Linked DNA regions of Sus scrofa: region 1 is linked to region 2. Evidence: chromatin contacts called from public Hi-C data. All regions are on one chromosome and are shown on one strand. The core of a region is the stretch at or near the end of the contact, and the rest is flanking DNA. Distances in the headings are between cores, read along the strand shown.

What was found. Hi-C and Micro-C count contacts between places; a contact is called where the count stands out from the background.
Region 1: a Hi-C map of skeletal muscle shows a contact between it and region 2, with 3 times the contacts expected there. The contact joins the promoter of YOD1 here to the promoter of EIF2D in region 2. A contact is called at or near these places in 1 of 5 promoter capture datasets (fetal liver) and 1 of 47 Hi-C or Micro-C datasets (skeletal muscle).

What each region holds. Positions count from the first base shown.
Region 1 is chr9:67,680,464-67,685,983 of Sscrofa11.1, reverse strand. YOD1 (ubiquitin thioesterase OTU1) reads left to right here and starts at 4,095. Exons shown (of 4, transcript XM_005667547.3): 1 at 4,095-4,210; 2 at 4,477-4,734. The coding sequence starts at 4,684. PFKFB2 (6-phosphofructo-2-kinase/fructose-2,6-bisphosphatase 2) reads right to left here and starts at 4,156. Exons shown (of 16, transcript XR_002335794.1): 1 at 3,955-4,156; 2 at 2,757-2,864.
Region 2 is chr9:67,258,367-67,263,915 of Sscrofa11.1, reverse strand. EIF2D (eukaryotic translation initiation factor 2D) reads left to right here and starts at 2,666. Exons shown (of 16, transcript XM_003482660.4): 1 at 2,666-2,876; 2 at 3,781-3,971; 3 at 5,521-5,549. The coding sequence starts at 2,821.

The DNA.
Region 1 (5,520 bases), core at 2,846-5,345, 420 kb before region 2:
ACCTCAGCCAGCATGACCCCCCTCTTCCACCATCCCTGGAGCAGCTGAAATTCCAGTCATGCTTTTTTGGAAGTCTTGGCTCCCTAAAGACATTCTTCAGCCCTCCAATTCAGGCACTTTCCAGAGTCCAATTCAGCTAACAACAGGTGTAATTAGCAGCAATGGGATAACGGGTGAGCTATTTATAAAGCAACTGCTGGACGTGAACACTAAACGGCCAGGGGATCCGGTTCTGAGATACAGGCAAATAACAAAGAAAAAGGACATTAACACATTGTCTCAAAACTATTTCTCCTTGGACTATGGCTGCTGCAGTCTAACCACAAGGGAAGAACCTGGAGCTTCTTCATGAATTACAGCCGTTTCAGAACAACCCAGATGCCTCCAGCAGAGGAGAAGGGAGAACTTGGGAAGGGGAGAGCAGAGCTTACAGCAGGAATTACAGTCTAGAGGACAGGAAAGAGACCTGGGAGCACTGCTTCCTTCACTAATCAAAAGCCCTCAAGGCAGGAAAAGCGCAAAAGAGTTAAGAGAGCCAGATAGGGGATTCCCAAGGAGGAGAAGCAGAACTAGAAGGTCTGACACTGGGAATTGTGCAGGGTCAGAGACTCCCACAGCTCCCCCTGCCCCCCAGCGCCCAGACACCAGTTCTCTGCTCCTGTTTGGCTCAAGTGTCCTAGCAACATGAGGGCAGCTCTCTTTAAGATATGCATCCCATATCCCCAAATCTAGGTTACCACACTGTCGAGAAAACATTCTTTACTAAAAATATAATTCTTCACAGGGCTCCTTTGTATTCTTTTTAGGGCTGCACCTGCAGCATGTGGAAGTTCCTGGGCTAGGGGTTAAATCAAAGCTGCAGCTGCCGGTCTACACCACAGCCACGGCAACAAGAGATCCAAGCCACACCTGCGACCTGGGCTTCACCTTGCAGCAATGCCAGATCCTGAATCCACTGAGCGAGGCCAGGGATCAAACCCACATCCTCATGGACACTATGTGGTTTCTTAATCTACTGAGCCACAAGGGGAACTCCCATGGAGCTTTAAAGAGTGAGCTCCAGCACAGCATTTAGACTATAATTCAATCTATATGTAATGTTTCAGAAATAAATACAACATGCAAATAGAGTCACCGGTGAAAATTAACACACTTTAACCATGTACCCAACACTCTTGCTCATTCATTCTCACATCTCTCTGCAGGAAGGTACAATTAACATCCCCATTTTATTAAAAAGTAAACTGAGGCCTGGAAAGGATTAACAACATGTTCAAAACCATACAGCCAGGAAGTTAAAACCAAGATTTAAACCCAGGCAGTCTCACTCCAGAGGCTGCACTCAAATATCATGCTATGCTAGTTACTTTCCATGGAGTGTTTGCCCTCAGTACCTGGCTTCCAGTCCTGGCACAGAAAGAAGACCCTAATCAAAGAGGTGTCCCCACCCCAACATCACATCCAAACAAGCCTCCCCAGCTACAGCCCAAGCCCCAACAAGCCTCGTCAGCGCCTGGTGAAAAGAGATGATTATCATGAATCATGAGATTGACAAGAGCATGACATCAAGGTTGAGACTTTGGGAAAGCTTTGAACGTGAGATGATGCCAAGTCTCAGGCTGGCTGGCTGTTTCCTCAGCACTGAAGTGAGGCCTGGTAAGGTTCCAAAGGAACCTGGAAGCAGGAACAAGAGTTAGCTTTCCTTGAGATTCTCCCCAAACATCTGGAAACCAACTGCCCGGGACCTTCTGGACTGGGCTATGCATTCTTGGAGTCTAGTCTATTAAGGATGCTTCAGCATACAGATGCATGGGGACAAGAAATGACACCTCAGGAGTTCCCATCGTGGCGCAGTGGTTAACGAAACCATGAGGTTGCGGGTTCGGTCCCTGCCCTTGCTCAGTGGGTTAACGATCTGGTGTTGCCGTGAGCTGCGGTGTAGGTTGCAGATGCGGCTCGGATCCCGAGTTGCTGTGGCTCTGGTGTAGGCTGGTGGCTACGGCTCGGATTAGACCCCTAGCCTGGGAATCTCCATATGCCGTGGAAGCGGCCCAAAGAAATAGCAAAAAGACAAAAAGAAAAAAAAAAGAAAAAAGAAAAAAAGAAATGACACTTCACCTCTCTGCAAACCCACCTGCTGTCTCTGTCTAAAAAAAATGGGCATGGAGATGCTCCTGTGAAACCCATCCCCAGAGGAATGAACCTGCAGGGAAAATAGTTTGCAAAGTATAAAGGTTAACCTGTGAGAAAGTAAGGTGCCCAAGACACGGCGAGAAGTGAAATGTCAAGGCTGATTCCCCTTAGGTCTGTAGAAATGAGTGACTGGTTCCTACCTGCAATTTCTGCAGTGAGCAGCACTCTCACAAAACTTAGCCTAAGCGATAAAGGGAAACCGTTAGCGGGACCAGCCCCAAGTAATCCCTGTACCGGTGCCTCTCTGTCTTACTCACTGCATATACAACAGTGCTTGCTCTTTCAACATCAGTGGAGTGTACAGATACCCCCAGAAGACAGAGATTCAGTTAACAAAAGCAGGAAGAAAATGCTCGGCCACATGGGCAGCCTAGCACCAAAGACAGACATTTCACGGAGTCTACTTGTTTCAGACAGGAAATTCCCCTGATGGCCTTTGTTTTAAATTCCCGTGTCAAAGACTTATTTCTTACTCCCATTGAGCAGCAAAGTCTAGGATTACAACTATATTCCCAAGACAAAAACCTGGGACAAGGCAGCCCTTCCTCTTTCCCACCACTCACAGCATTTCTTCTCTGACATTCGGAGATTTGTTTTGGTTTCATAGCTGTTGTTGTTCTGTTCTGAGGAAGATGCAGGATTCCCAGACATGGCAGCTCTTCAGGGGACCCCTGGAAGGGATAAAAGGGATATAAGGAAGAGAAGGAAGGAGACAACCTTCCAAACACTCAGTGAAGAGGATCAGAGAGGTATAAGTGCAAGAACCCTGGCCCAAGAGTCAAGTCCAGCCTTTTTCCCAGTTAAGAGCTATACGCCCTAATAAGTCATGAATGCCCCTAGCCCTGTGTTTCCTCATCTCTGAAGAGGTGCAGCAGAAGCTTGCATTTATATTGCTGACTTTGGAGTTTACACTCAAATAAATTATCTCCTTCAATCCTCCCAACAATCCTGTAATGAAACAGATTTTGCTACCATTATTACTTCTCCTCATTTTACAGATTGAAAAACTGAGATTAATCAAACTAAGTGGTTCATCCAAGTTCCTTCCTGACTTCAGATTCCAGTTTAAGAATCTGGGGAGAGTAGTGGCAGCAGTTGGGGGTGGGGTGAGTTGCAAATAGATCAAGTCCATTATCATAAAGTAACTGCAGTCCAATGGGAGGATTCAGTCCTGAAAAAAATGAGAAGTGGGAAAAATCTCAAACATATCCCCTGAAGGAAAAACTGTAACTGGACCCAGAGACAGCCCTCACCCGTCACCATTTCTCCTCTGGTGTTCCTACTCTCAAGCCCTTGTCCACACCCTCTCCCCAACGATCCCCTGGGAAACAGTCCATGGAAGAAACACTGGGGAGCAAAGAGGTGGTAAATAACTTCCCCAAGGTCGCCTACAGAATAACGGGTAAGTCCTGATTCGAACTAGTGTGGGAGAGCCCCACGCGTTCTCCCTACAAACCCGGACAAGGACTCGTGAGGAAGGAAGGTCCTACTGCTTCAGGGACCTTGCACTGTACTTCCACTAACCACACAAATCCTGTAACTCACATAAACTGCAGCTTTGAGTTCCTAAACATCCGCACTCCAGGCGACGCCCGGGGGCCCGTACTTCCCCGAAACGACGAGGCTTCATCTTCCCACATCTCAGGGTGCATGCGGCCCCTCCCTCCTCTCGTCCGCCTAGACCCTTCAAGACGCTGTACAGCTGTCGGCCACCCCAAGATCCCTCCTAAGACTCCTCCCGTCTGTGGCCCCAGCACCTACCGGGTAACGCGGCAGACGGGAACCCACAGACTGTGGCCGGTGTCCGGCACACCAGTCGCCGGCAAATCACGTGCCCCCGCCTGGCTCCGCCCACTCCCGCGTTGGTCCTCACCTGGAGAGAATCGTCCACCAATAGAGAGCAAGCAGGCTTCAGGGGGCGGGGCTCAAATTAGAATCACTGACGCTAGCTCCAGAAGGAGGATAGAACTGTGAAGGGGAAAAATCACAAGCTCGCAAGTTTCCCAGCACCGTGGAGGTTGGTTGCATCGTTGCTTGGCAACTAACAGGGCTGGGGGCGGGATTAATAAAAAGTAAGTTTTGTGGGTTTTTTCGTCCTCTCGCGAGAATGAACTAGTAGAAGTCTTGAGAGGGTGACCGGAAAAATCATTGCGGAGATTAACGCTTTTTCCTGAATCCCAGCGGGATCTGTTAGATCTGTAAATTGGGACGTAAGCTTGGAAGGTGTTTGCTAGAGTAAACTACCACAATACATCTTAAGGTGTTTGCATATTCTTGCCTCAGGTCGCGGACACTGTAAACTAAGGAAATCAACAACTCTCACCGCTGAACCAGGAGCTTCCCTGGATCCATGCACATACTTCAGTGGATTTACCATCTTATTTATTCTCCCTCTTACCACTCACACTGTACCATCTGTTATGGTCATCTTGAAGAACCAAAGAGAAAAACTGCTCAAGGAGAAAATTGGGTCATGAAAGATCTGAAAAGATGCAAAGTCTCCATATAACTTATTCAGATCTAGAGGCTTTTACAGTGGAGGTGAGTTTGCACATTCCGAGTGAACTTTTCACAGTTGCCCCCAGGCCCCCTTGATGCTTGATTCTGTTGATAAACTGTCTCTACGCGGGGTAGGCCTTGCTGCTTCGGATTCAGGATGGAAAAAGAACAATGAGTATGGATTTCTTGGAAGAGAGAGAAATTCAGAGGTATTTTTATTCCTCTGTCACCTGGGGGTTAAATTCATCCTTCTGAACAGCTCAAATCATTACCTACTCGTTGAAACTTTTTACAACTCCCAGTATGTTACAGTTGCCTTCTCTGTGCTTATACAACTTGGTTCTAACTATTCAGCAAGTGTTTACAGAGCACTTACTTGGAAGGCACAGTCCTGTGTTTAGGGATACGGGGTTGGAAAAAGTCACACAACCTAGCATTATCACGTTGCTGTGAAATACAGGGGTTGCGTGTCCTTTACACCTCACCGGCTCTCCTGATTACGTGAGTACTTCGCCATAATGAAGTCAGGAATGGAGTCGTCTTGGTATTTGTATAACTAGGGCGAACTGGAATCTGGATGACACACGGTAGCCCTCTTCATTCCTCCTTCTTACACTGCCAGCACCTCCCGAATAGCCCTCGGCCCAGATGCTGACCTCATACTGCGCTTTCTGATGTGGCAAATGGACGTTTTTAAGTTGCAGGCTCATGAAGGTGGAAAGGCCAGTCCCCCGGGTCCCTTAACCTCAATGAGTCAGTGTTTGCTGCAGCCATGCGTCTAATCACGAGTATATGTTTGTCTTTGACAGGTCTTTTTGACTCACTGAC
Region 2 (5,549 bases), core at 1,417-3,916:
CTATTATGAATAAAGTTCCTAGAAACACTGTGTACAGATCTTTTTGTGAGCATGTATTTTTATTTCTCTTATATTAGTTTCACAGGGCTTGTGTCAGTTTCTCTTGTGTTAGTTTGTGGGATCCTTAACCTACTGAGCAAGGCCAGGGATAAACCCGCATCCTCATATATACTAGTCGGGTTCGAGTCCACTGAACCACAATGGGAACTCCCAAAGCTGTAGCTTTCTGAGCTGTAAAAAGATTTCACTTCTGAGCAGCTATACAAATCTTTTTTTTTTTTTTTTTTTTTGTCTTTTTGCCTTTTCTGGGGCCGCTCCCGTGGCATATGGAGGTTCCTAGGCTAGGGGTCGAATTGGAACCATAGCCGCTGGCCTACACCAGAGCCACAGCAACGTGGGATCCAAGCCGAATCTGTGACCTACACCCCAGCTCACAGCAACACCGGATCCTTAACCCACTGAGAAAGGCCGGGGACTGAACCCACAACCTCATGGTTCCTAGTCGGATTTGTTAACCACTGAACCACAACGGGAACTCCCAGCTATACAAATCTTGTTTTGCCCAATCACCAGTGTCTGAGGGTTCCTACCGACTCACCTGGGATCCTCAAACTCATAACCCTATTAGCTTGGGGATATGAGTTTGAGGGAGGCAATGAAGAGGAGAGTTTTAAAAACCCAGCTGAATACCTAGTCTGAGCGGCCCCAAGAAAAGGGAAAGGACAGATGGGCATCATATTCACAAAGAAAGATTTCACCTTGCTGAAGTAGGGGGCAGCTGGGGGCTCCCAAAGGCACGTGGGGCAGGCTAGCTGGGAAGTGGTTGTGGCTCTTCTCGGACTGGGTGCCTTGGTCTTGGCTGGCACCCACCTAGTGCAGAAGACCTGCCTACACAGCAGAGCTGAGCTGGGCATGGTAGAGCTCTGCCTTCTTCAGCTCTGCCTGTGGTTTTATTTTGCAAGTGCAAGCGCCTGATGTGTGTATCTTTGCTTCCTGTGTCCCCCTTTAATATTGTGAGTTCAATGGCTTAGGCTTTTAAGCTTTCAATGTTTATACTGTAAGCAAAAGAGCCAGTGGAGGATGATTTCCTGGGAGAGCAGCTGGACTGCTTCCGTCACAGTGACATGGACCCATGGGCTATCTGAGGAGGCACCGGGGGTAAGAAATGCTTGTGTTCCTGTATTAGCTATCCAGGGCCACATAACAAACCATCCCCAGGCTTAATAGCTTAAAACAATAATTATTTACCATCTCATGATTTCTGTGGCTTAGGAACTGAGATGGGGCATAGTGGAATGACTAGTCTCTGCTCCTTGATGGCTGAGGCCTCAGTTGGAAGACTTGAAAATATGTGGGGTGGGATGACTTGCCCAGGGCAGGCGGCTGTGTTTCCAAGGTGGCTCAATCTCATGGCTGGGGAGGTGATGCCAGGAGGTGGGTTCCTTTCCACATGGACTTTTTTACAGGCTTCCTGAGTGTCCTTTCAAGGTGATGGATGAGTGGTTCCCCCAGAGCAAGAAATCTGGGAGACCAAGGTAGAAGTGACAGGGTCTTTTATGACAGCCTCATGAGTCAAGTCACACACTGTCATTTTGACCATATACTAATGGTTACAGGAGCCAGCCCTGGTCTTATGTGGGAGGGGACCACATAAAGACATGACGACCATGGAGAACCCTCTCGGAGTCTGCCTGCCATGATCTACCGTCTTGCATGTGCCTCTTGCATGCAGAACATATGAATCCTTCCCCAAGTCCCCTCACATTTCATTCCTTTATCTGTTCAAAATTAGGGTTTCAGAAAGGATGAGCCATTGGCCCAAGATCACACTGCTAGAGAGAAGTCAAACCATAATTTGATCTTGCGATGTATCACGAATTTTTTTTATAAGCACTGTGAATTTCTTTAATTAATTTGGAGAAAAAACCTCCCAAATAATGTCTGAACACAAAACATTCATTAAAGGGTCCAGGAGTTTCTGTTGTGGCACAGTGGGTTAAGGATCAGAATGCAGCAGCTTGGGTCCCTGTGTAGATGCAGTTTTGATCCCCCCTGGCTGGCACCGTGGGTTAAAGGATCCTGCATTGCAGCAGCTGGGGCTCAGATTCAATCTCTGGCCAAGAGACTTCCATTCGCTGCCAGTCAAAAAATATTTTAAATAACACATTTGAAGATTATCTGTATAGTACCTGGAACTAGAGTGGATTCCCCGTTATTGTCATTATCACTCCAAGTAAATTAAAGAACAGGAGGAGAAAATCTTGGAGAGAATCCTAGCTGAGGCCCTTAGTGGGCAATTAAATGTAAAGATCTTGATAAACAAGAGTCCTTAAGAAAAGCATTCAGGAGGATTGCAAGTCTAATAAAACACAAGAGTTCAATTAATTTTGTGGAAATGAACTAACCTGAATGGAATGGGAGCTAACAGAGCTCCTACTCAACACTCCGTAACGCTGACCAAGTGGAAACCAACAGCACCGCGTGGGCACCGAATGTCCTCACCTACCCGCCAGCAAGAAGCGCTCGCGCAGGCGCAGAGCCCGGCCCCACCGGCGAGGCGGCGAGGGTGGTGCTTCCCTCTCAGCGCGGGAGTCCGCCCCGCCTTCTGCGGCCCCGCCCTCCGGGCTTCAATTCCGGGCATTGCCACTAGGGGCGGCCGCGAAGCTGCGCGGCCTCGGTTTCCAGCCGGGCCTTTTTCACAGCCGGGCCCCAGCATGGCTACCCCCAGGACTGCGCGTCGGGAAGCCGCTGTGCTCTCTCTTTCCTGACAGTCCCTAGCTTCTGTGGTCTCCTTCTCTTCCCCAGCCCACTCCAGCAGACATGTTTGCCAAGGCCTTTCGGGTCAAGTCCAACACGGCCATCAAGGGGTCGGACAGGTGAGGGAAAGAGGGGCCTGCTCTGCCCATTAGGGCACCCAGACATCTCTCAAGCCCGGCTGGCTCACAGCCCTTTCCGGGCTCAATCAGCCGACCTGGGGTGGGGACTGAGGGATCGGCCTGAGAAGGGCCTGCAGGGGGCAAGGGTGAGTTAGACACATTTTGAAGGTGAAGATGGAGAGGAGGCCTGATTTATTTCCCAGGCTGTCTCTTGGATATTCTAGTGGGTTTAAAATAAAACGTAATCCAATCAGCACGTATTCACTGCAGTCTGTTTAAGGTGTGGAGGATGCAAAAATGAAGACATATAGGAGTCCCTGCCCTCTCAAGAGCTTAGGTTCCCTTAGGAGAGATTAGGTGGAGCACAGAGAACTGTAAGTATATGAGAAGTGGCTAGTGATTCCCTTTGGCAGAAGATGAAGGGTGAAGTAAGAAAGGATAAGGCACATGTGGTAACAACTGTATCTGTTCAGTGTTGCAAATGCAGATATCACCTTGGGGATTTTGGAACCAGTGTTCTATAATTGTCATTTTGGTGCCCTAGTATAGCTGTTTAATGCTGAACTGACAGATTTGCCCACCACATATGAGTGGGTCTCAGAGCTATGCAATGCATGGAGTCAGGAAGGCAGGGTTGAGTTTTCAGTGGCAGACTTAACTTGGGTTGCTCCCCGTTTCAGGTTTTTGTTTTTGTTTTTTTCCTTCTTCTTTCATTACAAAATGGAAAGATGTGCCCCATGAACATATGAAAACAGATGAGACACTGGATGAGAAAGAGAGTAAGATGTGTTAGAATAGGGCATTGTAAACCAGTCTTTTCCTTGGCCCCCGTGGGTCTGAGTCCTCAAGATTTATTAAAATCCATCCAGGCAGCATTCATACCAGGTACGTGTGCTTTCTGCAGGAGAAAGCTTCGTGCAGATGTGACAGCTGTTTTCCCCACTCTTGGAACGGATCAGGTCTCTGAGTTAATACCTGGAAAGGAAGAGCTCAACATTGTGAGGTTGTATGCTCACAGAGGGGACGCAGTGACTGTGTACGTGAGTGGTGGTAACCCCATCCTATTTGAACTGGAGAAAAACCTATATCCAACAGGTATGGCAATAGGATGGAGATGGCCATTACTGTGGTCCTTGCCTGATATCTGTTTCTCTTTGTTTCTTCCATTAACCTGTCTTCCTTAAATAAGTGCAAAATCTCCCAGTATCATCCCCAAGAATCTTTTTGGACTTAGTGTACCTAGAATTTATTCTCAAGACTGGAAATTGCTACAGAAGGGAGGGAAAAAGCAGCTAACACAGAAAGAAAGTGATTGCCAAGGGAAATTCTGAGATGAAGAAACACTGGTCTCTAGTGAGTTAAATAGGGATGGAGCAGAGATCTTGAAAAGGGTGGACTTTTAGGGCATGTAGAAAATATTTCTTAAAACTGTCACCAGTGGAATATTCTTAAGATACTGAAGAGATACTGTCATAGAAAAGAAGCTGGATTAATTAAACTCCATACCCAGCTGTCTCAGTGAGATGTTGGTTCAGATATCTCCCAGGGATTCTTTCTTAGGCTCTGCCTGTCTCCCAGGATTCTTTTCTTTCTTCTTTGTCACAGATCTTAGAGAGTCTTTTTCCTTTTCCGTGGCTGCTGACACCTGCCTTGTCATTTGGGGCTTTTCTTTCTTCCAGCTTGGCTGCTGCAGTGCAGTACAGTCTCCTCCACCAGCCCATCCCTACCCCCACCCACTTTGCTGCTGTTCAAAGACAAGTCCTTTTTGATCTAAGGGTTTTCTTTTCTTTCTTTTTCTTTTCTTTTTTTTTTTTTTTTTTGCTTTTTAGGGCCGCACCCACGGTATATGGAGGTTCCCAGGCTAGGGGTCTAATGGAAGCTATAACTCATAGCCTACACCAGAGCCACAGCAATGCCAGATCTGAGCCGCATCTGCACCTACACCACACCTCACAGCAACACCGGATCCTTAACTCACTGAGGGAGGCCAGGGATCGAACCCACAACCTCATAGTTCCTAGTTGGATTCGTTTCTGCTGCGCCAAGACGGGAACTCCAATCTAAGGGTTTTTATTACTAATCACTATGGAAACAGAGGGAATAAAAATAATAAACATGGGAAAGTTTCAAAATTTCGTACAGGCTGGCGCCCTGTTCTTGGTTTATTTGCTGCTGAGGTCGTAAATGGAATCCTCATTGGATCTCTTTCCCCACTTTTATTCGCCATGGCCATTTTCTGCTGCTGTAATCTAGATGGAACCATAGGTGCCTCCAAGTCTCAAGTGACATCCAGTTTCTTAAGTCTCTACCTTCTTCAAGACTGCAACCTCTTTGAGAAGGGAGTCAGCCCCATGCAAACTATATGGAATGTGCTTCCCACAGGCAAAGGGGCACTGGTTCCCAGAGAAGGGGAAAGGGATATTAGACAGGCAGAAGCAGAAGTCAACTTAATACTAGTTGTAGCTTTACTCACAAATATCCAACTCTGGCAGTTAAACAAACTCTTAAAGCTGTAGCTCACTTCATGTGTCTTCCTACCAGTAAAAATGGTCACTTCTCAAGAAGTCACCATATTGTTTGGCTTTGCCAGGTCCCAGGATTGACTTTTTGGCCGTAAATGTTTTCTGGTTCTCTTTTTGGACAGTGTACACCTTGTGGTCTTATCCTGATCTT